Regions from separate parts of the Mus musculus genome. Here all the other regions are linked to region 3. A link is a contact called in public HiChIP or PLAC-seq and promoter capture Hi-C data. All regions are on one chromosome and are shown on one strand. The core of a region is the stretch at or near the end of the contact, and the rest is flanking DNA. Distances in the headings are between cores, read along the strand shown.

Region 1 (5,635 bases), core at 2,786-5,285, 220 kb before region 3:
GAAACCCTGTCTCCAAAACAAAACAAAACAAACAAACAAACAAAAAACCCAAGCAAAAAAGAATCACCTTGTCTTTTTCTTCTTTCTTCCTTCCTTTCTTTCTTCCTTTCTTTCTTTCTTTCTTTCTTTCTTTCTTTCTTTCTTTCTTTCTTTCTTTCTAATTCAAAGTTTTGTTTTATTTTTAACCTAAAATCTCTTTAAAAATTCAGACTTACACTTGTGAGCTCCTGTCAAATCAAATATAAATTAAACACATCCTTACTTCAGGAGGTAAGAACCAGGGCACAGCCATAGTCAAAGCAAAGCAAAACCAGACTCCAACTGTGTAAACAATACAGTGTGCACCTGGGCTCCACTCACGTCTTCTGGGCTCCGCCAAGGGGCTTAGGGTCACTGCTCAGGCTCCACCCTCTGCAGCACACACAGCTTGTCTTCTAGGCTCCAAGGGGCTCCACTCCACTGTTGCTGTCATTGATGGTCATCCCACGGTACTGGCATCTCCAAAATGTCTGGTGCCCTCTGTTGCAACTGGTGCGTTTTCACCAGTAGCTTCTCCTGAGCTCTCATGGTGCCAAACTTAAATTTCTCTGCATGTCCCCTTCAATCCTGGGACTTCCCCTATCCCTGAGGCTGCACCTTCACCAATGGCCTCTCCTGGCCACTCACAGTCCCAAGTCTTAACTGCTCTTCATGACCACTTCATGCCTTCAAGACCAGTACCACCTGGGTCGCTCTTACACTGCCAAGTCCAGCCACCACCATGAGATACAACCTTGTCTGCCTCTGGAACGCAGCTTCTCTGTGCTCTTAGAAAACACTTCCCAGAACATTTCACCTCAACAAAGTTGGTTCCCTCTTAATCCCCCCCCCCCCCCCCGTTTCTCAGCTCCAGTTGACCAGCAAAGCAAAGATCTCACCTTAGTAGTTCAGATATCTTGTTAATCACAGGTGAGCTCCAGCCTCAGCCGACCAGAACCACAGAATCCTAATTCAAAACAACAAATGGCTCAAATAGTCTTTAAGCTTCCCTCTGAAACTTCACAAGCCAAGCTTCCATCTTCTGCATAGCCCTCAACAATCTGGTCTTTCAAGCTCCTATATAATAGCTCACCAAGCATTGGGCACTCAATGGCTTTTCTTGCACAAAGTTTCGAAGTCCTTCCATGGTCCTCACATAAACATATGGTCAGGTCACTCACAGCAATACCCCCACTATCCTGATAATGATTTAGTTAAGGTTGCTATTATTTGTGATGAAATACCATGACCAAAGCAACTTGGGGAGAAAATGGTTTGTTGGGCTTACACTTCCACACTGTAGTCCACTGCTGAAGAAACCTGGAGGCAGGAGCTGATGCAGAGGCCATGAAGGGATGCTGCTTACTGGCTTGTTCTCATGACTTGCTCAGCTTGCTTTCTTATAGGACCCAAGACTACCTACCAGCTCAGGGATGGTTCCACCCACAATAGGTGGGGCCCTTTACCATCAATTTTACCAGTTCAGAAAATGCCCTTCAGACTTGCATACAACCCAGTCTTATATGTAAAGCTGACATGAAGCTATCTAGTACAAAATTTTCTCATTTATTTTATTTTATTTTATTTTATATGTATAAGTAATTTGCCTATCTATCAAGTGTGTGTGAGATGTCTGGGGAGGCCAGAAGAGGGCATTAGATCCCTTGGAACTGGAGTTACAGAAGGTTGTGAACTGAACCCAGGTCCTCTGGGAAAGCAGCCTAGTGCTCTTAGTCCCTGAGCCATCTCTTCAGTCTCTAAATCCATTCTACTTACTATTCCATAATTGCTAATCCTTTGCTTCCGATCCTCATGACTGCTGGAACTGCTCTCCAGAGCAGGGTAATTGTCAGAGGGAAATGGGTATCTGGACTGGCAGTTATAAACCAATTTGAAACTGATCTTAGTGGCCCACACCTTTAATCCCAACACTTGGGAAGCAGGGTTTGAGGCCAGTCTGCTGTATGTAGTGAGTCTCAGGACAGCCAGAACTACATAGTGAGACACTGTCTTAAAAAAAAAAAAAGCAAGCCAGGAGTGGTGGTGCACACCTTTAATCCCAGCACTCGGGAGGCAGAGGCAGGTGGATTTCTGAGTTCGAGGCCAGCCTGGTCTACAAAGTGAGTTTCAGGACAGCCAGGGCTACACAGAGAAACCCTGTCTCAGGTGGGGTGGGGGGTGGGGGAGATTTGGTCAAGCAAATTTATGGTCACTCTTCCTAAAATGTGAGGGTGCAGCACAGGGTCAAATCGCTTTCGTAGCACTGTGCAGTGCCTTGGGTTCCATCTTCAGCATCAAAAAGCCAATTCCGGTTTTACTTCCCATCCTTTCCCCTTCCTTTTGAGCATTCTTTGGCCTAAATTATTGCTTTAGGTAGAGCTGGAATCTGACCAAGCTGGGTCTGTTCTGCACTCCTCGCCACTGCACAGAGAGCCCTCGGAGAGTCACTATGCCCAGACCGTGAAGGACTGATCAGTTAACCTTGCTTAACTTGAAGCAGGAATGTGCAGAGGGGCCTGTCTTCTGTGGTAGAGAACAGTTAGATAAATGTTACCCTGAAGACACTGAGTGGATCTGCAGTTCCAGGGACCCTGAGTCATCAGAGGACAGCTGAGGAGTCTTGAAGCTCTGTTGGCAGAGAACCTCAAGGTGACCCCAGAGCCTGGTCTCTCAACCCTATCCCTGGCCCATCACCCCTGCTCTTGTTGTGGTTTCCTCTTCTGCTTCCTCAGACATCCCAACCTCAGCCCAGCCTGCTTTGCTCCCCCTGAGTTAAAGGAATTCATCCTCTTCCTTCTCTTGAGACACCCTGCCCTGCTGTAGAACACTCTAGTGTGGTGGTTCTCAACCTATGGGTTGTCTGAGGGTTCCCATTTCACAGGGGTCACCTAGGCCCATCAGAAAACACAGGCACTCCCATTAGGATTCACAACCATAGTAAAATTATAGTTATGAAGGAGCCATGAAAATAATTTTATGGTTGGAGTCACGACGATGGGAGGAAATATATTAAAGGCTTGCAGCGTTAGGAAGGCTTGGAACCATTGCTCTAGGGTACCTGCATTTGTCATGACACTTGGTTGCCATTTCTACTCGCTTAGAGATGACATCATTTGCAGCCGTCTCCTGGCCAGACTTTGAACATCCTGAGGGGCAGTGGCTGTGTGTGGTTTTACTTAGGACTGTACCCCAGCATCTAACTCAGAACTTAGGATCTACTATGCACTCATGAATCACTTGTTGGGTTTGGGGATGTGGCTCCCGTGAACTCTTTCCCACAGGACTTACTGCATATCATGCACTTCCAGATCCCAACTGTTCCTCTTCCTCCTTCCCAATGCCTCTGGGAAGCTTCCTGTCCCCTGTTTCTCCTGAGCCCACCTTAGTTCAGCCAGGCCACCTCTTCCCCGGGTCTCTCCTCCGCATCTCAGCTGCTGCCCCTGCTTCCAGACACTCCTTCTGACAGATCCCATAGCAACACTTTAAGAAGGATGCTAAACCACAGAGCCATCTCTTCTTGGTCTGGGCAGTGACTCTGTGATCTCTTAATCTCACATCGTGATCCATTGTTCAGCCCTGCAGACCCTCCACGGTTCAAAGATGCAGCCTCACTGGGATTCTCCCCTGGGCTCCCCCTTCTGTTGAAGTGTACCCCTTAAGACATACACAGCCTCACAGACATCCAGATGCATGGCAAGGTCACCAGATGTCTGGGTCACTCTCTGGGGAGTCCTGTCCATTCATAAGCCAAGAATGGACAGGAGACACAAAATTGCTTTTGAGTCCCTAAGAACAAGGTACCAGAGGGGTGTCGGAGTCTCTGTCCATGACCAGGATGAGCCTGTACCCTGTGGGTTGTGATTTGTGCTGGTGTAGTGAGAGAGGACAGTCTGACCATAGGCTCCCCCTGCAGAGGTGAAGATTAGCAATTAACTGGAAGGAATCTTGGGGGTAAAGTTAATTTAATGGGGAAAAGAGGGAAGGCAGCTAAAGTTCTTCTAGTTCATTAAGGACTTTGCCCTTGACCCGAGGGTATAAAGAAGAGGGTCTTAGTTCCTCTTTAGACTTCCCCAAGCAGCCGGGCTGGAGCTGAGCCACAGTCAAGGTGAGCCCAGGGCCCCTGTGTCCCAACCCTACCCCTATCCCTTCACCCTAGCTCTTTCTGGGTTTCCTCTTCCTGCTACACATGACATCCCAACACCAGCCCAGCCTGCTTTGCTCCCCCTGAGCTAAAATAATCCCTGCTCTTCCTTCTCTCGAGAGCACCTGTCCTGTCCTGTCCTGCCCTGTCCTGCCCTGCCCTGCCCTGCCCTACCCTGCCCTGCCCTGCCCTGCTGTGAACACTCTAGGCATAGTGGTACCTGAATTCGTCACAATACCTGGTTGCTATCTCTATTCACTGAGACATTATACATTTGCAGCTGTCTCCCCACTAGACTTTGAGAGCAGTGGCTGTATGTGTCTTTAATTGCTACTGTACTTGAGTGTCTAACTCAGAACTCAGCAAACACTACGCATTCAGGAAATACTTCCTGGGACTGGGGATGGGCCTCAACACTGGAGTGCCTGCCTCCTATGATGAGGCCCTAAGTTCCATTTCCAGCAAAACAAATCAGCTACAAAACCCTACTGGGTGGATGAATGGCTGCTTAGGTCTGTGACAAGCACCTGGGTGTCCATCTCTAGATGTGTCTGAGGATGAAAAGAATCACAGACCCTAAGTTGGATATCATCTATGTGGGTATGAGTGTATGAATGTCCCAGACACAGCAACTGTCAGATTTGTCCCAACCTTTTGATATGCAGGACTCATTGTGGGTGCCCAACATGATGTCCTACAGCGAGAGATTGGGGGGACCGGCTGTCTCCCCACTTCCAGTCCGTGGGAGACACATGGTGCATGGGGCAACCTTTGCTTATGTGCCCAGCCCACAAGGTAAATATTACTCCTATACCCTGAGACCTGCTTGCCCACAGTTGGCTACCTGCTGTCCCTCTACCTGTTTCTTCTGGGTTGCTGAGGCCTCTGGGAAGTCCTAATCAGTCTCCCTCCTCAGTCCTGCACAGGATTCCTGGAACATCCACCTATGCCATCTCCAGTCTGAGCCCGGTCACCCTCACAGAGCACAGCTGTCCCTGTGGGGAAGTCCTGGAATGTCATGACCCACTACCTACCAAGCTGGCTCAGGAAGAGGAGCAAAAGCCAGGTAGGCCAAGTTGGGGAGCAGTGGGATTATGGGCGGTCACTTGCTCTAGTGTTCTGTCCACTGTCTTCATGTTTGCCCCACCTCCAGAGCCCAGGCTGTCCCAGAAGCTTGCCCAGGTTGGCACGAAGCTCCTGAAGGTGCCTCTGATGCTGGCTTTCCTTTACCTCTTTGTCTGCTCCCTGGATGTGCTCAGCTCCGCCTTCCAGTTGGCTGGAGGTAGGGCCCAGGTGGAGAAGGGCAGGGAAAGGGTTCAGAAGGGTCTCAGTTGACACTGGCTTCTGTTCTGCAGGGAAGGTGGCTGGGGACATCTTCAAGGACAATGCCATCCTATCCAACCCAGTGGCAGGGCTGGTGGTGGGGATCCTGGTGACAGTTCTGGTGCAGAGTTCCAGTACCTCTACATCCATCAT
Region 2 (5,729 bases), core at 1,403-3,902, 130 kb before region 3:
ACACCTCACCTGCAGCAAGCCCTGGAGATAGCCACTGCCACAGGCTGTCCTGTCAGTCTTGGGAAGGCAGGGACTCTGACTGTGCTAACACACACTGCTGCCTCTATACAAAATAGCACCACAGGGATTTGTAATGTTGACAAAAACACTTATCTACCACCTAAGGCAGAGATACCTGACTAGGGCAAGGCGAGAGTCTGGCTTCAGCAGAGATACTAGCAGTGGAAGGTTCAAGACCGGCATGCTCTCAGGGAGCTGGAACTGGAAAGGCCCAGGAGACCCCAGATGGACTCTGCCCATCCCCCTCTTCCTCAGAGCACTTGAGAAGAGCAGGAACTTCTCACACAATGAATCACATCATAACCAGGGTGGTGCTGGCCTTTCCCACCACACAATCTGACTTCCCCTGTGACCTGCTTATAGCACAAGGACAGAGTGCATTTAAGAGACCCTCTGCCTCCTAGGGGCCAGCAGCCCCAAGCTCCACTATACACACACACACACACACACACACACACACACACACAGAGTCAAGGTACAGGGAAGACATCCAATACTCATGACCCAACGTTTGAACCCAGACACCCCTCCTGCTGGACTCCTAAATGTGGGTCTGTCCTGAGCCTTGAGATCTCAGCCAGCTGCTGGTTGTAGGATAAGAGCTGAGAAGCACCACGCCATCTTCTTCAGGATGGGACCCTCACCACCCTTTTACAACATGCCGTTAAGGCCCTTGGAAGTAAGCACACATATAAGCGAGGGTGCATCTGTGCATCTGCACATGTCCCACACACAACCCAGATGGGGCTGGCGCACAGACCAAGGATGAATAACTCCTTCCCTTTGGCTACATGGATGCTGCTGGTGATGGAGGCCCGGGCCTGTTCTGAGCAGGATGCGGGGCAGAAGTCATTAGTAGCCCCAGCACTGGGTTGCCAGTGTCCAGCTTTCGAGGGGTTAAGAGATAGAAGGTGTTGTCTACACCCCATAGACTGGCCAGTGTTTCTCCTCAGGCAGGGCCACATCCCCAAACAGGCTCCTCCACCAGGCCACTTGTCCAGATTGCCTCTCATGATCTCAGCCCCCCAGGGGCAGGGCTGGGACAATAAGATGGAAACTGCCCTGCTTGCCCTGTGCTGGCCTCTCCTATAACTGACCTGCAAGACACGAGAACTTGTCTCCTGAGTCCATCCCTCTGGGCCTGGCTACCGGCCAGTGCTGCAGTACCATGGCCTGGACGCCTGGTTATTTTGTTCCATCTTCCAGCCCCCCTACCCGGTTGCCCTCCCAGGGTGAGAGTGAGGCCAGCCCAACTGGAGGCTCCCTCAGATCAGCCCCAACTCGGCCTCGGTTTTCTCAACGATAGCCTACTTCCAGCCTAAGGAGAGGAAAAGATTCAAATACAATTTTTTTTTTTGAGAAGAACACTTGGGGGCTGTGCCCTGAATGGGGCATCGGAGCCCCCTTGGTTTTCCTGACACCCTGAGACTTCAGACCAAGGCAGGTGGCTCACACCCTCCTCCAGCTCAGGGAGGGTAACAGCTGGGGAGGGGGAGATAAGCCACTCACTCACTCTGCCCCAGTCGGAGGTTGATAGCCCCCTGCTGCTGAGTGGAGGGGCTAGGGTCCCAGAGATCTACTCATCTGGCATCCCTCTGTGGAGGCTCCCTCCACGCTCCCAGCTGCCCCCCTAGCCAAGCTGCTCCGTCCATCTCCTGAGTCTCTTCCTGCCTATCTGCCTCGTCCTAGCGATCTGCTCCTTCAGCAGGGGAGAGAAGGGCTCAGCCCTGCCTCTTCCTCTGCGATCCGTGAGGGATAAAGAAGTCACTTCGTGGTTGCCATGTGGCAATCAACCTCCTTGTATCACACCCTAACCTAGATGTGGGGGGAGACAACCCCGAGAAGCCCCCGGTGGGCGGGGCACGCTGGCCCCCAGCCCTCGGCGCTCCTCCCCCGCCCTAGCTTTCCTTTGTGCTGTGGCCGGGCAGGCTGCTCTAGCTCCGCTAGCTGGGTCCCCGCCCCGTCCCCACCCGGTCCTCGCCCGCTCGAAGGTGGCGAAGGTGCCCTTGGCTGGCCCGTGCACACCTGTCCCCCGGGCCCGTGGAGGGAGGCAGGGTGAGAAGGGGGATGGGCTCCGACAGGACCGTAGGACCCCAGGCCCCACGTCTGGGCTCCACACCCGCGTGGCTGGCGTCCGGCTCCCGCGCCCCCAGTGAGCCTTAGGGCGGCCTCAGGGCGCCCCGGCCCGCGCGCCCAGCCTGGCCCGAGCGGCCCCTCCCCCGGCTCGCACAAAGGCAGCCCCTCCCCGGCTCTCCCGAGCCGTTGCACCATTTCGGGGTCTCCCCCTCCCTTCCCGGTGGCAGAGCCTCGGGGAAACAAAGGCGCGCGGCGGCCTGGGGACAAAGGGGCCGGGGGCGGGGGCGGGGGCGGGGGGCTCACCAGTCGGCTGCGCTCTCCTCCCGGATCACCTCCTCGTACGCCGCCAGCAGCTCCAGGCGGTGGCCGCTGAAGCTGACGCCGGCCATGCTGCGGGCCGGACCGAGGCCGAACGGACAGACGCACGCACAGGCGGACCGACCGACACCGGAGGGAGGGGATGAGGGAGTCGCCGCCGCCGCCTCAGAGCCTCTGCAGCGCTGAGAGCGAGCGAGCCAGCGGCCGGGGGAGGGGAGCCGGCCGGCGGGGGGCGGGGGGCGCTGGCTCCGCCCGGCTCACTCCCTCGGCTCGCTCGGTCCTAGCGCCGCCCCGGCCCGGCCCAGGGGGAGGCCCGCCCCCCCTTCCCAGTTTGCCCCGGGGCGTCCCACACACGCCCCTCACCCTGCTGGCCAGCACCGGACACTGAGCTTCCGCTCTGCTCCCAGGGCCAGTCCCATGCACCTGTCTTGTCCTCGTCCCCAACCTGGCAGCACACCCCTCTTCCCTAGCCATAAACCCACCAAGATTCCAGGCCCAGATTCATCCCTCTCCATCTCCCCAGAGTAATTGACCCAGCCCAACACCCTTGATCCATTTAACTCCAGCCCAGACTCACATCATTCCTGGGTCCGTTACACCCTACCTTAAACCCCTTATGGTCCTTACTCTGTCCCTGCCCGGATTCAGTTCCTCATCAGACCAGGCCTGGGTTACGTGTAGTCCATTTCCTCTGAAAGGACCCTCCCTAGTCTACCACCACTACTTCCATCTCAGCTACAGGCCCATGCTTACCTCTGCACACATCCCACCTAGTCACCATACCCTCTTGCTATGCCAGCCTGTCTGAATTCCACTCAGACCCCTCTTCTTAGCCATACCTTGTCTCAAGCCGTTTACACCCCACCTCCCTCATCCTTTACTTTCAGTCATTTTCTTCCTCCCAGATGGGTATCAAAAAAAAAAAAAAAAAAAAATGATGCCTTCTTTTCCAAGTACCATCCCTCCTAAGGAAGCCCAAGTAGGGTCCCCAAGGCAGGGCTCCTCCAAAGCCATTCCAGGGAGAACTTTCTGGCACTTTTTATTTCCCAAAGCTCTGAGTGCAGAAGGGACTGGGCCTCAGAGACTTCTCTATGGGGACATGGCTGCACAGAGCTTCCAGGCACTGTTTCCTGTGGAATGGAGAACACTGAAGCCCTCCACAGCTCTGGTTAACCTTTCCATACCCACTGGACATCCCAACCCATTTCCCAGGCAGGCAGGCAGGCAGGCAGGCAGGCAGGCAGGCAGGCAGACAGGCAGGCAACAGTGCCTCAGCAAGTTTCCCCTGGGGCTGATCTGTGAACAGGAGGTGGCTGTTTTCGTCGAATTCCTGCTCTGACTTGGTCAATCATCTCCAACAAGAAACCAATACTTACATTCACTGCAATGCCTTGGAATGGGACACGGGAGAGGGTGGCCTTAAACCTCTGTACTTCACAAGAACCCTGCTTCAGGAGCTATGGGTACCCATTGAACCCATGCACCCCATCCTTGGGAGTTTCTCCACCAACCTATGGTGAGTCCTGGTGAGTGGTCAGTCCTGGGCCCTGATCCCAGATGCAGCTGGAACTCAATGGTTAGGGCAGAGGGGAATAGAGATGACATCAGATGGGGAAGGAAAGGAGCAGGAAGCCAAGGTGAGAACAGAGCTGCAAGCCAGGCAGTGGTGGCGCACGCCTTTGATCCCAGCACTCAGGAGGCAGAGACAGGCAGATTTCTGAGTTCGAGGCTAGCCTGGTCTACAGAGTGAGTTCCAGGACAGCCAGGGCTACACAGAGAAACCCTGTCTCGAAACCCCCCGCCCCAAAAAAATCCAAGAACAGAGCTGCAGTTCTCGGTATCTAGAGTGCTCGCCCTGGGCAGAGGGGAGTTGGCGGTTGGGGTCAGGACTAGGCTTCAGCATCTCTCCTTCCTGCTACTTCCCCACCCTTGATGTCTCCTAACCTCCTACTTAGTCGATTTCATAGGCAAAAAGCAGACCTAAGTGCACCTTGGAAGTGTCTCCATGGATTCCTGTCTGCCCACCAATTGCCTAGCACCTGTCTCTAGCCACGCCCAGTTCACCTCCCATCTGCATTATTTTTTTGTTCTGTTTTCATTTTATTTTTGTTTTTGTCTTTTTAATTTATGTATATGAGTATACTGTTGCTGTCTTCAGACACACCAGAAGAGGGCACTGGATCCCATTACAGATGCTTGTGAGCCACCTTATGGTTGCTGGGAATTGAACTCAGGACCTCTAGAAGAGCAATTAGTGCTCTTAACCGCTAAGCCATCTCTCCAGTGCTGTTTTCGTTATTTTTAAAAACGACATTCTATTTCGCTCAGCGGTAAAGAGCACTGGCTGCTCTTCCAAAGGTCCTGAGTTCAATTCCCAGCAACCACATGGTGGCTCACAACCATCTGTAATGGAATCTGACGCCCTCTTCTAGTGTGTCTGAAGACAGCAACAGTGTACTCATATACATTAAATAAGTAAAAATTTTTTTTTTTTTTTTTTTTTTTTTTGGAGACAGGGTTTCTCTGTGTAGCCCTGGCTGTCCTGGAACTCATTTTGTAGACCAGGCTGGCCTGGAACTCAGAAATCCGCCTGCCTTTGCCTCCTGAGTGCTGGGATTAGAGGCATGCGCCACCATGCCCGGCTTAAATAAGTAAATCTTAAAATAAATAAAGGGGCTGGTGAGATGGCTCAGTGGGTAAGAGCACCCGACTGCTCTTCCAAAGGTCTGAAGTTCAAATCCCAGCAACCACATGGTGGCTCACAACCATCTGTAACAAGATTTGACGCCCTCTTCTGGAGTGTCTGAAGACAGCTACAGTGTACTTACATATAATAAATAAATAAATCTTTAAAAAAAAACAAATAAAATAAATATCTAGATAGATAGATAGATAGATAGATAGATAAATAGATAAACCTTGTCTGGGTGTCATGGCATGTGCCAACCCAGCCCTGGGGAAAAAGAGGCAAGCAGCTTTCTCTGTGAGCTCCAGCTCAGCCAAGCTTATATTGTGAGACTTTGTCTCAAAGGAAATAAAAATCCAAGTTCTTTCTCCTTTTTAATTTTTAGATTAGCATACAGGGTACCGGGCTTCACCACATCATGGGACATTGGTTTTGTATTATTCCTCCTCTCCCCTCTCCTGCCACACACAGAGACACACACACACTCTCTCACACACACGCACACACATGCTCCCTCTTCTGCTGGGCTTCCCTCCCCCCCCCATTTTTTTTTAATTATCATTGTGCATGTGTGTGGGTACAAGCATCC
Region 3 (5,496 bases), core at 2,456-4,955:
CCCTTAGCCTTCATCTCAATATGTAGCACAAGCCGACTTTGAACTTGAGGTTCACGTGTCTTGTTTCAGCCTCATAATTCTGGGATTAAAGATGTGCACCATCATGCCAGGCTATCTGTTGAATTATTTTTTCCAGCCTTTTGGCAGTGATGTGAAGTAAGGCCATTACTTCCCCCCCCCCCCAAAGTGAGATAAGGAAGAGACAGAGGCAAAAGCCATGAAAGCTGGCAGGGACTGCTTCTCTAAGTACTCAAAGGCCAGGCAGGAAGGGAGCATTTATCTCCTGAGAGGAAGTGTCTGCAGGACTTGCAAACCCTGTGAGAAAATCATCACAGGAGCTGGACTCAAACACCGCCCCTAGTACACTCAGCACAAAAGTTGCGAGTTGAAACCAGAGAGTGAGACTTTTTTTTAAATTATTATTATTTTATTACTGGGTATTTATTTCATTTACATTTCCAATGCTATCCCAAAAGTCCCCCACACCCTCCCACAACCACCCCCCCCACCCACTCCCACCTCTTGGCCCTGGTGATCCCCTGTGAGAGTGAGACTTTTAAGACAGTGACGGTCAAGATAACCACTTCCATTGTGTTGTTTCCTCTCTGACCTTGAAACTTGGCATGTGTTTCTCAGAAAGAGTTCCCTAGTTTTTGTTTTGTTTTGTTTTAAGATTTATTTAATATATGTGAGTACATTGTTGCTATCTTCAGACACACCAGAAAGAGGGCACCGGATCTCATTACAGTTGGTTGTGAGCCACCATGTGGTTGCTGGAAATTGAATTCAGGACCTCTGGAAGAGCAATCAGTGCTCTTAACCACTGAGCCATCTCTCCAGCCCCTTGTTTTGTTTTTTGAAAGAGGGTTTCTCTTATATAGTCCTGGCTGTCCTGGAACCTGCTCTGTAGATCAGGCTAGTCTCGAACTCAGAGATCTGCTTGCCTCTCTGCCTTCTAAGTGCTGGGATTAAATGCATGCTCCACCATTGCCAGATGGCTCAGTATTTTTTAATACAGACAGAATTGGGGGCTGGAGAGATGGATCAGTGTTTCAGAGCACTTGCTGTTCTTACAGAGGATCCAGGGCCTGTTCTTAGCACCCACATGGTGGCTCACTGTCTATAACCACAGTTCCGGGTGATCTGACTCCCTCTTCTGGCCTCCACACATACCAGGCACTCAGCACAGGAACAGGAAGATGCCTCTGAGTTTGAAGCCAGTCTGGTACATAGTGAGTCCCATGCCAGCCAAAGCTGCTGAGTGAGATTCTGTCTTAACCCCTGACAAGTGACACCTCCAAACTCCGATAAAACAAAAAAAAATTCTCTAATTAAACAAGGCATAGAAGGGGTTTTATGTTGGCTTTTTTTGTTGGGGGGGGGTGTATTTTTCTGTTGTTGAGAAGAAAATAATTTGCTTGGTCTACATAGTTCCAGGACAGCCATGGTTATTTAGAGAGGAACAGTCAAGAGAAGAGAGAGAGAGAGAGAGAGAGAGAGAGAGAGAGAGAGAGAGAGAACTGAATGAGGAGACTGTATGAAGAGGGATGACTTGGTGGTAAAGAGCATTTGTTGCTCTTTCAGGGGACTGGAGGTCAGTCCCAAACACCCACATCATGTTAGCTCAAAACCATTTATAATTATGTATGTATGTATGTATGTATGTATGTATGCATGTGTAAACTCATATTTAAGGAATGGTATTGAGAAGGATAAAGAGTGTAGCCTTGTTGGGAGTGTGTCACTCAGAGATGGGGTTTGAAATTTCAATAACTCACAGCAGGCTGAGTCTCTTTCTCTTTCTCATGGCTTGCAGATCAGGATATAAGGTCAGTTACTGTTTCAGAACCTTGTGTTATACTGTACTTTCCAACATGATGATCACGGACTGATAACCCTCCAAAACTCCAAGCAAGCCCTAAGTAAAAGCTTTCTTTTATAAGAGTTGCCTTGGTCATGGTGTCTCTTCACAGCAATAGAAAAGTGACTAAGACAGCAACATTGGCCATTTAGGTGTTTGTAAAGCTGGTGGACATACCCATGCACCAGTTACTCTCTGTCCAAACAGAAGGAATGACGTAAGAGGAGAGACAGCTGTGCACCGGAAGTCAGGATAAAGTGAGGCAGACAGCAGTTTTTTGTTTCCTTCCTTCCTTCCTTCCTTCCTTCCTTCCTTCCTTCCTTCCTTCCTTCCTTCCTCCCTCCCTCCCTCCCTCCCTCCCTTCTTTCTTTCTTTCTTTCTTTCTTTCTTTCTTTCTTCTTTCTTGAGACAGGGTCTCAGTGTGTAGCTCTGGCTGTACTGATTGTGTAGACGAAGCTATCATCAAACCCACAGAGAATCACCTGCCTCTTTCTCCTCATTGCTTAGATTAAAGGCATGCACCATCATACCAGGCTAATTACCACTAGTTGATAATCTGTTGGTGTAGAACAAAATTCTGGAGCCACTTGTCTACTGATGGAATGCATCAATTGCATCTTGAGCTTCCATTTCGTACTGGGTGGGTGTGTTTCATTGCTTGGTTGCCCATCAAATGGGAACCTGATCTGCCTTGCTGACAAACACTGCCGCATATGATGGCTTTCATTAGTTTATTGCCTCTAACCTTAATATGATCACTGTGCTCAGGCCTGACCCCTTCCTTGGGTTTTTCATGGGCTATGGTGAGCTCTGGGGTGTCTCCTCAGCTGCTGCTTCACCAAAGACGTACCAGGTCTGATCTGAAAAGCCCAACAGCTGGCACACGCCATGTCAAATGGGCGGCTTCGCAGGGAATGAAACAGTTAATTTTAACTGCTCAAGCTTGCACTTCCCGAAATACTAAATCTGGCTAGTATTGAACGGTTTTAACTCTTCGCATTCCTTCAGCACGCCACCACTTGAGCTGGGGAGAGAACTCAGAATGAACAAGCTGGTTCAGACTGCAGGATCCTTTGTAATATATAATAATACCGCCGAGCGGTGGTGGCGCACGCCTTTAATTCCAGTACTCGGGAGGCAGAGGCAGGCGGATTTCTGAGTTCGAGGCCAGCCTGGTCTACAGAGTGAGTTCCAGGACAGCCAGGGCTATACAGAGAAACTCTGTCTCGAAAAACAAAAACAAACGAAGAGTATACAACCGAGCCCAGGCCCGTTGTCTGTTCCTAACGTGAGCTCTCTGGCTACCGAGGCAAGGCTGTTAGGTGTAGCCAGAGTCCGCAGTGTGACTCCCGGATTAGTAAGAAGGAGAGAGAGCTCTTTCTGCAGCTCCATAGAGAAGTGGACGGCCTGGGACTGGATAGTGGATTGAGGCTCCTTCGTTTGTTGTCCAGACATTTTCAGTAAAGAACTAGGATCACCACAGCCACCAAATCCCAGGGCCACGCTCCCGGAGAGCGTCGCACCCGCAATTACGTATCCAAGGAGCAGAGACGCGTTGGCTGGTAAAAAGCTCCCGCCGCTGCAACCTCCATTTTGCTTCCTGGCAGAGAATAAAATGGACCTGCTCCTCACTGTCATTTCACTCATCAGGAGGGCATCCGTCTCTTCATCTTCGAGAGCAGCTGTGAGGTAACCTGGTGGCGAGAAACCTGAGCACTGCGAGCCAACTTAGGAAGAGGGAACCCTTGAACTGGGCTTGCCCTCACTGAACATGGCGGCAGAGCCTGGCGCAGCCGATTAGCGCATGCTCACGCTTCAGTTCCCGCCCCTTAGAGGGCGGGATTACAGTGGGAGTGGGAGCGAACTCTGCGGCCCTGCCATAAGTCATCCTTGCCTTTACCGTCAGCCTGATCTAGACCGTAGAGAAAGCATGGAGCCGGTGCCTGCGGCCACGGACGGCGGGGAAAGACCCGCGACGCCGTCGGGCCTGTCGGCTTCTCAGCGGCGAGCGGAGCTGCGGAGGAGAAAGCTGCTCATGAACTCCGAGCAACGCATCAACCGGATCATGGGCTTTCACAGGCCCGGGAGCGGCTCGGGTGAGAGCTTCGGTTTCCCGTCTCCCGCCCACCTCTTTGAGTCTTCAAGCTCCTTCTGCCCACTCCAGCTCGTAAACATTTTGTCCCCAAAATGCATTCTGACCGAACTCTGTCACCGCTCCCTAGGTGACGACCCATATTATATTGTCGCTTAACCCCAGGACGCTCCTTGTTGCTTCCTATTTTCTTGGATCCTTGCCCGGAGGTCGTCTCCACCCTGGCTACAAAGCCTTCGTTCCTGAGTCTCTGTGTACGGTTATCTGAGACAACCCCTATGTTCCTGATTACTCGCCTTTCTTGAAGGCTGTGCATTTTATCCCCAGACCTCCCAGGGAGATTTTCCTATAAGCTCCAGATGCCTTTATTCCCAGTTACTCCCCATGACATAGCTTTTGCCTTTTGCTTCGTAACTCTCGTCCACCACATCAGTCATTACTCAACTGTTGGCTGGTCCGTCCGTTGTGGATTAGAGACCCTATTTCCCTATCTTGGTGGCTATGCTCATTGCTTTCAAAATTATCACCTGTCACACAGGTCCTCCCGAAAGATGTGATGTCCCTGCAGAGATTTCCTTTCATTACCATACATACATCACGTTTCAATAACTGCATTTGCCCTAAGAAAATTCATCTTTCATGCAACCTTGTGTCCAGGACACTGTTTTCTTGTGGACACAATTGAATTCTACTATGCTTGGCCTCTCTAAGTTTCGATTTGGGTGTTTCCTTTAGTAATTGGCTTTTTAGTTGCTCTTTGTGAGCTTGGTAGAACTCAAGAATTTCTCTGAGGCGTTAGAGATATAGTTCTGAACTTCTAGACAATATAAATGAGAGATATGGCTACCACTTTCAAAATCATCTGAAACAGTACAGAAAATATTTTTTTTGTAGTGATCATTCTGAAGATATTCTTAAAGTGTTGGTGTTTGTCTTTCTCAAGTCCCTTTCTTATTCTGTTCTTTTGCTTGAAAAATTTTATCATTTTTAGAGTTCTCTCTTTAAAAGCTAGAACAGCATCCTAAAAGTGCCTGCTCATAGCTGCCCGGGAACAGCAACAGTGGGTACAGGCGGCGCCACACCCTGTGCTCACAGTTAGAAATGCAACTGTAAAATAGAAACCTTGAAAGACTTCAATGATTTTGTATTTTTATCAGTATTAGCTAGTGAAAGAAACTGAGGCACACCTCTTGAGTATTTTGTCTGTGAAAGAGCTATTCTTTATTCCTTGGGACATCCCGTGCTAACTTTGGTAGTTTCTGTCCTCATTGTTTGAACTCCCCTCTGCCAGAGTGCTAGTTTTGCGGCGTTGTATTTTGAAGGTGAAGACGAAGGAGCTGGCTTTGTTTTCTGCATCAGTATTTGTCTGGATTCAGAGACCAAGTTCTAGCAGCAGTGGGAGTGTTTAAGGTGTTTGTGAATATGTAATACACAAGGCTTTATTTTTTCCCCCCTCAGAAGAAGAAAATCAAACAAAATCAAAGCCACAGGACAGTGACAAACTGAACTCCCTCAGCATCCCTTCAGTTTCAAAGAGGGTAGT
Region 4 (6,180 bases), core at 3,671-6,170, 200 kb before region 3:
TCTGGGGACACAAGGAAGTCAATGGGACCATGGCAAAGCACCGGGTCTCCAGGGACATCTTGCTGGGAGGCAGTTCCTCTTACCTTTCTGGCAATGTTTCCCAGTGAGGTGTTCAGGGCAGAGACAGTGTGGCCCATTGGGGGTGTTGATACATGTCCCTCCTTTGTGGCACGGGTTGTGTTTGCTGCAATGGTCTGAGAGGTAGATAACAAGAGCGAAGCACTTCCGGAGTCGGAAGGACATATGTAGGGACCAATACCCTGCCTGCACCTGCTTGTCATCAAACCATAGAACCCCAAGCTTCTAGACCCTCAAGCTCATCTGGACAATGGTGGCCTCTTTCCCCAGAATTCTTCCTCTGACTTTTGAAAGAATGCTGTAAGAGAAGGAAAAGGGCGGGGCCCAGAATCCCAAGTGTTTGGCATCTGATGATGCTTAGTAGGTGAGTAGGTGTGTGGGAACGGAGTGAGCAGCAAGACACACACAGCCTTGAGCCACCCGGGGCCTGCATGCCATACATACCTTTCACTTTCTTGGGCTCCAAGCAGTATCCCCATTGCTGATCTTCATCAAAGTTGGGGGTGGTAGCACACCTGGGGGATAGATGAGGTTTCCCTGCAGTGCCTGAGGCTGGCTAGGCTAGCCTTGCTTCACACACACACACAAACACACACACACACACACACACACACACACACACACCTTTTGACCAAACACGATGCTTAGATAGCTAGACAGAGTCCATTTCATCCAGCCCCCTCCCCCAACCCCTATTAGAAAATGTCTTACCAGGGGCGGGAGCCTGGCCGCCTTTTGTGGATGCATTTGTGGTGTAGCTGACGGTGGTACTGAAAGGGAAAATGGCAGAGCCTCCCATCCACAGTGAGAACTGTAGGAACACCACACCTCAGAGCCCTGCCCTGAGACCCAGCTGCCCACCCTCTGCCTCACAGGGCCTGATTTGGAAAAAGGTCAGCTATGCATTCAAGACTGCATCCTGCTTAGAAAGTAGGCTTCTAGAGTCAGACAGCTGGAATAGATATCTGACCCTGAGCAAGTCTGAAACACAGGTGCATGTCACAAAGTTGAGCTCATTAAAGATTTAGGTCACACGCCTTTCATCCCAGAATTTGGGAGGCTGAGGCAGGCGGATCTCTGTGAGTTCAAGGCCAGCCTGGTCTACAGAATGAGTTCCAGGACAGCCAGGTCTATTACACAGAGATAGCCTGTCTACAAAACAAACAAACAAACAAACAAACAAACAAACAAACAAACAAACACTTAGGTCCCTTGGCCATTTTTGGCTTAGTAAACTGGCAACAGTAATGCAACTGCCAATCCTCACTGACTTTATATTTGTGAACCTGCCTGCTTTGTTTTGTTTTGTTTTTTGTTTTGTTCCCCCACCCCCACCCCCAAGACAGGGTTTCTTTGTGTAGCCCTGGCTGTCCTGGAACTCACTGTGTAGACCAGGCTGGCCTCAAACTCAGAAATTCACCTGCCTCTGCCTGCCAAGTGCTGGGATTAAAGGCACCCCCCCACCACTGCCCCTGCCTGCTTTGTAAACATTTATTTGTAAGCCCCCTCCAACCCAATACTTGTGACTCAGGCTGAGGATATAGGTCAGTCGTGTAGTGCTTGCTCACAAGTCAGCACAAGGCCAAAGAAAGCCAAAGAAACTGCCAACGTTCACAGTGCCTTCATGATCTTTATGGAATTGAATGGGTCAGTGAAAGATGCTCGAACACACACACATACACACACATGTACTTGCACACACACACGCACACATATACACACATACACACACACAAACACACACACATATGTACATACACATACACACATGCACTTGCACACACACATACACACACACTTCTTTTTAAAGAGGGCCAGAGTTTTAACTCAGTGGCCAAGCATTTGCCTGGCATACACAAGGCTCTAGGTTCGATCCTCAGTACTTCAGGGAGACAGAGTGGTTCTATGTGTATGCCCAAGTGTTACCTGAGGCTCCTACTTGCAAGAACACAAGAAGTTGTATGCGCCTTATGAAGAAAACGTGTCAGGGACACCTTGTCAGGCAGGCAGTAATAGTGGCATCGGCCATTAGATTAGTGTTTAAGGGATCAACAACATGCACACTGAATAATGTCTTTAAACAGAATCCAGATGTAACAAGATTACATGCTAATGATTGGTGAAAATGTCATAGCCAGAGGCTCACGGAACCTAATTTGTGAACGGAATCACTGAATTTGTGAACTTGATGTTCATGGTAGCTGAGAAAAGTATAGTTAATCATAAGAAATAATTATTGGGGCTGGCGAGATGGCTCAGTGGTTAAGAGCGCCGACTGCTCTTCCGAAGGTCCCGAGTTCAAATCCCAGCAACCACATGGTGGCTCACAACCATCCGTAACAAAATCTGATGCCCTCTTCTGGAGTATCTGAGGACAGCTACAGTGTACTTACATATAATAAATAAATAAATCTTAAAAAAAAAAAGAAATAATTATTGGGGCTATGGGAGGGTTTGGAGGGAAGAAAGGGAGGGGGATGATATGATTATATATATGTATATATATATGTGTATATATATATGTGTATATATATATATACGTATACACACACACACACACATATATATGTGTATATATATATATATATATATATATATATATATATTGTTTTTGTTTTCGAGACAGGGTTTCTCTGTGTAGCCCTGGCTGTCCTGGAACTCACTGTGTAGAGCAGGCTGGCCTCGAACTCAGAAATCTGCCTGCCTCTGCCTCCCAAGTGCTAGGATTAAAGGCATGTGCCACCACTGCCCAGTGATGTAATTATATTATAATCTCAAAGAGAAAATGAAAAAGAAATCACTGTCTACTTCAGGGGAACACCGTGAGGCTTAGTGGCAATGCTTGGGACATTGAGTCCAGGACTCAGTAGGTGCTCAACAAATGTGTTTTGTTTCTTCCTCTTCTTCTTCTTCTTCTTCTTCTTCTTCTTCTTCTTCTTCTTCTTCTTCTTCTTCTTTTCTCCTTTTAGTGGCAATTTAGCAACAGGGTGATAGAGAGAGGGAAGGGTCCTAGAACTTGGAGACAGGGGGCCATGGTGGGTCAGGTTGAAAGGGACAGCAGCTGATTGGCTTAGAGTGGTTAGGACAGAAGCCTGGAGGGTCACACTGAGTTGGGCTTCAGTGAGAGACATCACACTACAAGCCTCAGCTTGACCCCACAGACAAGGCTCACTGTGGTAGAGTTCTGTACTCACAAGTCCTATAGCAGGGTTTGGGGCAGGATGGGGGTGGAACCCTTCACCTAAGTCAAATTTACTAAAAGTTAAGATTTTTTTTCTTGGGCTGGAAAAATGGCTCAGCATTTGAGATCTACTGTCTGTTCTTGTAGAGGTCCTGAGTTCAACTCCCAGCAACCACATGGTGGCTCACAGCTATCTGTAATGAGATCTGATACCCTCTTCTGGCATACAGGTGTACATGCAGATAGAACACTCATACATAAAATAAATAAATAAATCTTTAAAAAAGAATTGTTCTTTCTTTAATTAATTAATTATTTACTATATGTGTTGCTGTCTTCAGACAGACCAGAAAAAGGCATCAGATCCCAGTACAGATAGATGGTTGTGAGCCACCATGTGGTTGTTGGGAATTGAACTCAGGACCTCTGGAAGAGCAGCCAGTGCTCTTAACCTCTGAGTTATCTCTCCAGCTTAAGAAAGAATTTTTTCTTTAAAATTAAAAAAAAAAGGAATTTTTTCCCCTCACAGTGCTGCAGACCAAACCCAGGTGTGTGTGCGTGCATGTTGGGCAAGTGCTCTGCCAGTGAGCTATGCCCTAGCCTAAGAGCTAACATGTTAGGGCATTTTCCTGGCAGCAGCATCTACAACAATGAGGAACCCTTTCTCCTCAGCAACCCGTCTAACTTTTCAGACAGGGAAAAATGAAGCAGAGAGTAAACTCACAAGTGAGAAAGTTAGGGTTTGGAGACAACTTGGGGTGTCTGTGATCTTGGGTGAGTCTAAAGCTCTGTTCTGGCTCCCATCGCCCACTGAAGCTCTGAACTCTACCGGTTATGTCTGACATTCTCCAGGAGTGTTGAAAGGAAAGGGAGGAAGATGGGGAAACTGGCGAGCACTTGTTGGTGTGCAGGTGTGATGACATCATCAGATGACATCATCTCCAACACTACAGAGTACCTGCCAGGCTCTAACACAGGCATCCAGGACAGCCCAAGCCTGGCACTCCGGGCACACATCTGAATCTGTAGGCACCCAGGTTTAAATGTCAACGGAACAGCTTGGCTCAGGATCCCTCCTTGCTCCAGAGGCCTGAGACCACGCAGGCTAAAGCACAGCCATCCCCACAGAGTAGATTAGGAAAAGAGGCCAGATCACTTACCCACTGTGGGCCCATCAGGTGCGTCCTTAAATTTCTTGGAGTCTTTCCATGGTGGAGCCTATAGGAGAGAGAAGGCAGGAACATTGCCCACAATGTTAGACTTCCCTTGATCCTATAGGCCTCAACCTCCTGCCACCTCGCCAAAGTACAGGATTTCCTCACAAAGTGTAGCCTTCCTTTCTCTTCTCATTGACTCCCCCACAAAAGTAGCCTGTGTCCTCACATCCACCAGCATGGGCTGCTACCTCCTTTGTTTGGATCTTCTGGGCTAGCTGTGCCTTCCCCCAACCCCCACCCCCACCACAAGTCTCTCAGTCACCTGAACTAGCAGGTGACAGGCAGAGGCTAAATCCGGAACAGGGACCCCTCACTGCCACTCTGGCTCAATCCCAGTGTCCACCGTCCTCACCGAAAGTGTCAGATCCAGACTCATCAGCAGAGACCCCAGGAACAACAGAGCCGTCATGGCGTCTGCCGATGGCCCCGCTGCCTGCCCAGGAGTGAGGATCAATAGATGCGGGCAAAGGTCTCAGAAGCTTCAGAGGTAGAGATTGGTCAAGCTTGCTCCTGGGTCTGAGGAGCAAGGGCTTCATGGGAGACCCAGCAGAACAGCGCTGTAGAAGTGTTTTGAGCAGGGAGTCACTGGTGGGAGTAGCGGACTGAAGAGTTAGGTTCCTGCCCTCCATTTTCCTGACTTTACTAGGATGGTGTTCCAGGTCCTGTTGAGGGTAAGGTAAGAATGATGGGACAAAACCTGCTTTCAGAATCTTACAGAATGCTTATGTGACCTTCCTTCATGCAGCTTCCTTCTGCTGTGTGACCAATTACCACACTCTGAGCACCCTAAAACAATGCCCCCCAAAACTACTTTTACGGATGCACAGACCCATGGGTAAACACTTGGTGCTGCATAGTTAGAGTTTCTGCCCAGATCATCAGAACGCTGAGGTTCAAGCTGAAGTCTCTGGAGCCTCTAAAGTGAGATCCCCCCCCAGGTCCTGGTCAGAACTCACTTCCATGTGGCTGCAGGACAGATGTCCCAGCTTCTTCTCAGCTGTCGACCACGGCTACGTGTGATTTCTACATTTCTGGCCACCTACTTCCTCTAACTTTAAAGCCAGTGTCAGGGCTGGAGGTGTCGCTCAGCAGGTATGGACTTTAGATCCAAAGGATCCAGGCTCTATTCCCATCTACCTACAGGAGGGCTCAGAGCTGTCTATAACTCCAATTCCAGGGGTTCTGATTGCCTCTTCTGGACTCTGCAGGTATCAGGCATGCACATGGTGCATGGGCATGCATGAGGGAAAACATTGTACATAGAATAAATAAATTAATTTTAAGAATTAAAAGCAATAAAACAGAGGGTGGAGCAGAGAATGTCCCTGCATTGAATTGCTTCACACTGTGTCTGCTTTGCCAGGAAACTTCTGGTCCCTTTTCAGGGCTCATCCGATTGGGTCAGGCCCATCAAGGATACTCCCACAGAGTGAGAGTCCATGGCGGTACATGATTTTACTGCCATGATGCAAAGGCAGGTAGGTCTGTATGAGTTCGAGGCCAGCCAGCTGTCTACACAGTGAGTTCTGGTTAGTCAGGGCTGTGTAGCCAGACTCAATATGGGCCCTTAATCACAGTTGCAAATTCTTTTCCTCTGGAGACACTATGTTTCTCAGGTTGACTTAATTGTGATTCTCCTGCCTGCTTCAGCCTCCCTAATTTCCTGTGCCACCATGGCCACCTACATCGGCAAATTCTCTTACA
Region 5 (6,132 bases), core at 341-2,840, 180 kb before region 3:
TTATCCAGGTTCTTTCCATCCTCCATGAGGTCAAGCCTTCACAGGTGCACATTCTCACTAGCCCTCAGGTCTCACCTGGACACAACGGTCTTCACTTGGTGCTTAATCATCCACTAGTCTGAACTATCATTGGTAAATATGTCACCCTTCCAGGAGTTTCACATTTCACAAAACAAACCCTTCTCTGTAAACCACAACACCTTCCATGGTCTAGCTGACACCCTTTTGTCACCATGGTTTGCTTTTGGCTCACCTCAGAACACAGGACTCTGGAAACATTTATGCTTTAGTCCTCGCCAAACTTAACTTTAGGCGTGGTGCCGCTTCTTGATTTGCTCAAAAGTCATAGCCTGTGACCACTCTGGTCCTTTAATGACATGGGGCGGGGGGGGGGGGGGCATGCGAGGCACCACAAAGCGTCCTCTCTAGTTCTTTGTTTTAGTAGCATTCATTCTAAAACCACCCATTAATGTGCTCACTTACAGGACAGCTACCACCTTTCTTCCCGCCTAGCACGTAAGCACTGAGAGTTTGGTTTTCTTGCTGTTACCACTATATCCGGCACCTGGCTGGGTGCCTGGGAAAAAAAAGCAGTGGCAGTATATATATATTTTTTTTCAAAAATGAATGAATATGGATCAAAAACATGTAGTTGAATCCGGTTGTTCCTTAATTCCCGAGTTTGGGCAAGCCTCCGTTTCCTGCTGTGCGAAAAGGGGTGGTGATGAGGAAGTGGGGGATTGAACTACACTGTGTTGATGAGATGCAAAATTCGGACCTGTCCCCCCACTCCCGGTCTCCGCGTGCAGCCAGCCACTCAACATCCAGCGCCTCAGGTCCCCACCTGTACAATGGGTGTGAACTCATCCTCAACGACTTGGGGTGGTTGCGCTGCCTTATAAGGCAGCAGAGGCCGAAGGCGCCGGACGGGTGGGAGGGGAGAAATCACAACATCCGGCTGCGGGGGCGGGGTACGGGGGTGCGGGGTGCGGCTGAATTGGAGGCAAGCGCTGCTGGGAAGGCAATAGCTTCCTTCGGTCCTCTGCTAGCTTTGGAAGCGCGCCCTTCTGAAGCAGCTGACCTAAGGGACGACGGCAGGACACCCATTCTAACCAAGCTACCTGATAGCCGGCAGGAGACACAGCGTGTCCCCAACAAAACCCTAGAAATCCCGTCGGCGCACCAGACACACAGCCACGCCCCCATCCTTTCACCCAATCAGATCGCAAAGCTGGATGGTCGACACGTCTTTAATCCAATCAGATGTTGGGTCTTCTGGGCGTGGTTCCCGAGAGGCCCCACCTCCGATTTCTCGGCAGAGGCTCGGCCCTAATTGGCAGCTCGGCATCCTACGAAGGCCTAGAAATTCGAACCTAGGGGCCGAATCCCGTCCGCAGTCCAACCAGAAATCGGCGACGCAACGGGGCCCTCCCCCTCTCCGCAGGGAGCGAGTTCCCGGCTCCGTGGGCGGGGCAAGAGAAAGAGGCTGACCAATAGTAGTCCGGCGCGGGGAGCGTCCGCTCGCCCATTGACTGAGCCAAGTAAACAGAGGGCGGGGCGGGGCGGGCGCCGGTGGACCGGGAGGGGCGCAGAGTACGCGGCGGGCGGCGGCGGCCCGGAGGCCGGTGGGGCCCGGAGGCCGCGGCGCGGTCAGTCGAGCCGAGCCGAGCCGAGCCGAGCCGAGCCGCGCCGATCGCCATCGGCTCCGGCTCTCGTGGGCGGTCCCGGCCGGCGGCGCGGCCTGGCGGGCCGGGCGGCGCTGCAGCCCATGGAGCTCGAGAACATCGTAGCGAACACGGTGCTACTCAAGGCCCGGGAAGGTGAGGCCAGGCAGGCGGGCGGCCAGGCCTGGGCGCGGGGATCGCGGGCGCGCGACCTCCGAGCTCCATGAGGCGTCCGGGCCCCAGTTATCCTCGTGCCCTGGAGTCTGCACCCGGACTCTTAAGCGCAGACATGAGCCCTTCCGGCCCTCCGCTTCTGCCCCCGGAACCCGGGGCCCAGGAGGGGCGGGGGTCGCGCCATGGGCCTCAAGTCGGGTTTGGGGGTGATGAAGAAGAAAGGGAAGGAAGGGAAAAGGTGGAACATGAGCCCCAGAGGAATGCGTGTGAGGCCTCTTCTACGTGAGAGGCAGGAAGGTGCCCCACGTGCCCCAGGCCCAGATGCCCTGAACGGCACAAAGTTGGTAATCGGTAAAGATTAGAGAATGAATGAGCCGAGCCTTTGTATAGACAACCCAACCGACAGGGGGAAACTTCTGGACACACACATTACATGCAGAACCACCACTCACCTGGAGCTTCTGGGCACTAAAAACGGGTGCATGGGTAACGTTTTTGGCATTTAGCAAGCCTTTGACCTACTAGGGCAGATGCACCGGGGAAATAAATGAGAGACGAGCATAACGGGCTATAAGGACTGTAGGGCTAAAAGCCAGTCTGGTCGACTTAGTGTGTGCGCGCACATGGATATGGTGCGGAGTTGCTCTTCCTTGGTTTCACTCCAGATGTTATTTGGCTCTATGGGTCCTAGATGACTAGAGCCAGACAAACGACATAGAGTGACATAATCATTAGATACCTGTAGTGCCCTACTCTGTCCAGGGTGCTGGTGGGCAAACACCAACAAGATTTTTCTTTTTGGAACTCCAGGGAGGGACACAGTGACAGCTTTCCACTTTCTGCTGGGTTTCCATGATGAAGGAACCTTCAGCTTCGCTGTTCTATATCAGTTTACAGGTGTGAAACTGAAGCTCAGATCAGAGATTGTAATTGACCTAGGGTCAGGCAGATACCCAGTAGAGTCTATAGGTAGCTCAGACAAGTCCCCAGTGTGCCGCAGTCCCTGATGTCCTCTGCCTACTTGGTGCATGTCACACCCAGAGAGGTGTTACCTGGAAATGGGATGGGCAGGTTGGATCCCTAGTGCCCAAGGGAGGCAATCTTATCTCCTGTCCCTTATCAAGCTCAGGGGCTGGGCCTTCCTCTCAGCCTCTGGGGGCATCTGCTGATTCTGTTCTGCCTCGTCATGCAGCCAGCCAGGGAGGAGGGATAAGGAGAGCCAAGGCCAGGCTTCACTTCCTAGGGCTAGCCAATTTGGGGCTCAGCTCTGCTGAGGGTATTGCCTTGTTGGGCGAGATCCTGTGGGCACCTTTGCATAGGTGAGCCGGCATTACTGGATCTTGGCCCAGGATATCATGGCCAAAATGAGGACTAGTGCCTCCTCTAGAGGTCCTGTGTCCTGGACTTGCTGTGACAGCACTGTACACACCTGCATGGCCTTTAACCTGCTTTCTGTCCCTCAACATTATCGTTTCCTTATTTTACATGTAAATTTTAAGGAAAGCCTCATTGCCCCGAAATCTTCTATACCTAGGGACTGCTTGTGTGAGAATCAGTGCACAAAACAGCTAGCAGCTTGAGGCCAGCTTTCCAAGTGACCAGAGACCCTCACAGCAGTTGGGAAACCTGTGGTATATGCATACAGTTGGCTTTATTTTGTAGGTTCTGTTTTTGAGATGGTCTCACTATATGTATAGTTTTGGCTTACTTAGACCTTGCTATGTAGATCAGGCTGGCCTTGAACTCAGAGATCTACCTTTGCCTCCCAGGTGCTGGGATACAGCTCAGTTGGCTTTTAATAGACGCTAGTCTTGTAAGGAACTTGGATTTGAGAGCTGGGCTTGAATTCTCTTCTACTGTTACCCTCAGCCTCAGAATCCACTGCCCAGAGCCTAACTTGTATGTCATCTGGCACTAGGTGGGATGATCTTTGGGGTGCGTACCCTCACTTGGATTTCTTCCTTTCCCCAGTGCCAGAGGCCTACAGGAGGAGGGCAGAGTAGGGTGGAGAGGAGCCCCACAGATCGGCAGCTGGTTCTAGGACAGGATATTTGCATGTGACTTTTTGCTCTTGTCTTGATACAGCTGGGAGGATGGGGAGGAGGAAGTGGGGGGGGGGGTGAGGCAAGAAAATGTAGGGCTGGGTGGGGAACCTGGGGTGGAGGGAGAGTGGGAGGGAGCTCCCTCTGGGGAGGCTTGCCCATGGTTAAGGAGTTGGAGGTTTCTTGCTCACTTGCAGTGAGGCAATGGCTGTGGGGCACATGGGGTACAGGCTGTAGCTGGGCCACCAGAGAGGGTTTCTCAAGGGGACGCTGTAGCACTTCCTCTTTCCTCGTGGAGCCCAATTAGGGACCCAGCTGTGACCTCTTCCCAGAAGGCAGCTCCTCCCCCTCCATCACTTGCACTGGATCAGATAGAGGCAGTGCTGGGGAAACTGAGGCCTGGCTACGGAACTTGGTTGCCCTAGGTTGTCAGTAAATTGGAGCTAGGTCTTACTTCTCTATATAGTCCTAATGGGAGCTGGACACAGTTGCTCCCACTCATCCTACTGTGCAGTGATGACCGGAAGTGTACCCTGGAGATTCAGGTCCAGGAGGCTGCACGGCCCAGGTTCCTCCCGTCATTCTGATGTCCCCATGTGCTGTCCCAAAGACACTTGTGGGTCCCATTCTGACGTGCTCTGTTTGTCTGCAATGTGGGTTTTTTTGTTCACTTGGTTCTTTGAGACTGTGCCTAGTTTTCAAATTTCTAGTCTAGTTTGCCTGTCTCTCACTACTTCCGCAGGTGGGGGTGGGAACTCCTGAAGCACACATTTAGCCTACCTGTCAGACTCTGAAGGCATCCCAGCCAGCTCAGCCAAATAAAATAAGGAAGGCATCAGTGGGGTGGGGGTGGGGGGATGATGGAGCATCCTCCTGCCACCCCCTTGCTGAGGGCAGGGGATAGTTCTGGTGCGGTGATTGGTGTTACAGGGGTGAGGGGTTGTTCAGATTGCCTCTGGCATCTCACATGTGTCCCATATGACACAGGATCTCTGGCTGGCGTGCCTTGGCTTGTTATGTGATACCCTCCACTGTGGTACCTTTGTCTACTTTCTTGATTGATTGTTTAAAGACCATGGTCTCACTATGTAGCCTTGGCTGTTCTAGAACTGACTTGTAGACCAGGCTGGCCCCAAACTCAGAGATCCACCTGTGTTTTGAATGGCAAGTGCTACCATGCCCAGCTTCTTGTCTTGTCTACTTCTTTTTGTTTTTCTTCTTTTTTTTTTTTTTTCCAAAACATAATTCCTCTGTGTAGCCCTGGCTGTCCTGGAAGTTGCTCTGCCAACCAGGCTGACCTTGAACTCAGATTTACCTGTGTCTGCCTCCCACGTGCTGGGATTAAAGGTGTGCCCCACCACTGCCCAGCTCCTATTCTCCTAACCTGTAGACTTCCCACTGTGTTAGGAGTGAATGAGGCGGAACTTCTTGATGAGATGTCCTCATTGGTCATTTTGGTTCTCATCCAGGGAACTCTTACCATGGGTGCCCACAAGGGCCATGTGTGTCCTGGAACTTGTTAAGGGCATGCTGGAATGTTTGGAAGAAGCCTCAAGGTTCCTCCCGCAGCAGGTTTGGCCTTACTTAACAGGGCCCTGAAGGCCTCTCTGTACAACATGTTTAGGGGAAGGTTCCGAGGCAGGCGGCTCAGGACTCAATGGGACCCAGTTCCTGATTGCTCTTGCAGGTGGTGGCGGGAATCGCAAAGGCAAGAGCAAGAAATGGCGCCAGATGCTGCAGTTCCCCCATATCAGCCAGTGTGAGGAGCTTCGACTCAGCCTTGGTGAGGCCTGGCTCCCAGAGCAGACTGGGGGGAGGGGAGCTGGGGGGGGTAGCCATGAGGAGTCATCCCCAGACATATCCTTGGCCATGGGGGCCTGGGGGGGGGAATGTCCAGGAAGACCGAGACGCCATAGTCCAGTTTCAGTTCCTGGGCCTGAAATGGCAGAGGGCAGAGAACGGAGACTGGTGTCAGCAGAGTGGGCATGGGCGAAGGCAGAGGGCCAGGATGGAGGGAGGTGAGAGAAACTTAGGAGGGAAGTCAGGTTTGGAACACCAGTCCTGCGCTCATGAGCTTTGCACCTGAGGGTACCCATCAAAGCTAGGGCAGTATGGTGGTTACTTCTAGAAGGGCTCATCCCAGTTCCAGCATCGTGGATGAGGGTCTGAACTGTATGTACCTCAGGTGGCCCCGTCCTCTGCTGATGGCTTGCATGCGCTTGGGACGGAGGCCCAGCTGAGAGCAGCGGAAG

The links. Promoter capture Hi-C pulls out the DNA fragments that hold promoters and counts their contacts. HiChIP or PLAC-seq counts read pairs in DNA pulled down with a chosen protein or histone mark. Capture Hi-C pulls out chosen DNA fragments and counts their contacts.
Region 1: a promoter capture Hi-C map of adipose tissue shows a contact between it and region 3. The contact joins the promoter of Slc34a1 here to the promoter of Caml in region 3. A contact is called at or near these places in 5 of 39 promoter capture datasets (the C10 cell line, the HPC-7 cell line, hematopoietic stem and progenitor cells and 2 more), 1 of 15 datasets of contacts at CTCF or cohesin (CD8 T cells), 3 of 484 Hi-C or Micro-C datasets (CD8 T cells, cerebral cortex and nephron progenitors), 8 of 115 datasets of contacts at active chromatin or transcription factors (the SCID.adh cell line, acute myeloid leukemia, bone marrow-derived macrophages and 3 more) and 5 of 9 other capture datasets (adipose tissue, embryonic stem cells, liver and 2 more).
Region 2: a promoter capture Hi-C map of liver shows a contact between it and region 3. The contact joins the promoter of Dbn1 here to the promoter of Caml in region 3. A contact is called at or near these places in 10 of 39 promoter capture datasets (the C10 cell line, the HPC-7 cell line, embryonic stem cells and 5 more), 4 of 484 Hi-C or Micro-C datasets (B cells, the Ba/F3 cell line, olfactory sensory neurons and 1 more), 5 of 115 datasets of contacts at active chromatin or transcription factors (embryonic stem cells, microglia and pancreatic cancer cells) and 3 of 9 other capture datasets (adipose tissue, liver and pancreatic islet).
Region 4: a contact with region 3 is called in an H3K4me3 HiChIP or PLAC-seq map of bone marrow-derived macrophages, with 2.9 times the contacts expected there. The contact joins the promoter of F12 here to the promoter of Caml in region 3. A contact is called at or near these places in 2 of 39 promoter capture datasets (the C10 cell line and the HPC-7 cell line), 1 of 484 Hi-C or Micro-C datasets (Th2 cells), 6 of 115 datasets of contacts at active chromatin or transcription factors (the 230-238 cell line, the SCID.adh cell line, bone marrow-derived macrophages and 2 more) and 3 of 9 other capture datasets (adipose tissue, liver and pancreatic islet).
Region 5: an H3K27ac HiChIP or PLAC-seq map of stem cell-derived neural progenitor cells shows a contact between it and region 3. The contact joins the promoter of Grk6 here to the promoter of Caml in region 3. A contact is called at or near these places in 8 of 39 promoter capture datasets (the 3T3-L1 cell line, the C10 cell line, the HPC-7 cell line and 5 more), 4 of 484 Hi-C or Micro-C datasets (Th1 cells, embryonic stem cells, nephron progenitors and 1 more), 10 of 115 datasets of contacts at active chromatin or transcription factors (the SCID.adh cell line, embryonic stem cells, microglia and 3 more) and 3 of 9 other capture datasets (adipose tissue, liver and pancreatic islet).

What each region holds. Positions count from the first base shown.
Region 1 is chr13:55,395,613-55,401,247 of GRCm38.p6, forward strand. It overlaps Slc34a1 (solute carrier family 34 (sodium phosphate), member 1), which reads left to right and starts at 4,036. Exons shown (of 13, transcript NM_011392.2): 1 at 4,036-4,123; 2 at 4,825-4,954; 3 at 5,076-5,225; 4 at 5,313-5,441; 5 at 5,515-5,635. The coding sequence starts at 4,846.
Region 2 is chr13:55,485,424-55,491,152 of GRCm38.p6, forward strand. Dbn1 (drebrin 1) reads right to left here and starts at 2,653. Exons shown (of 15, transcript NM_001177371.1): 1 at 2,440-2,653. The coding sequence starts at 2,525.
Region 3 is chr13:55,619,300-55,624,795 of GRCm38.p6, forward strand. Caml (calcium modulating ligand) reads left to right here and starts at 3,706. Exons shown (of 4, transcript NM_007596.2): 1 at 3,706-3,957; 2 at 5,412-5,496. The coding sequence starts at 3,792.
Region 4 is chr13:55,421,884-55,428,063 of GRCm38.p6, forward strand. F12 (coagulation factor XII (Hageman factor)) reads right to left here and starts at 4,921. Exons shown (of 14, transcript NM_021489.3): 1 at 4,829-4,921; 2 at 4,420-4,477; 3 at 790-889; 4 at 523-593; 5 at 84-194; 6 at 1. The coding sequence starts at 4,885.
Region 5 is chr13:55,443,741-55,449,872 of GRCm38.p6, forward strand. It overlaps Grk6 (G protein-coupled receptor kinase 6), which reads left to right and starts at 1,591. Exons shown (of 16, transcript NM_001112711.2): 1 at 1,591-1,820; 2 at 5,568-5,663. The coding sequence starts at 1,769.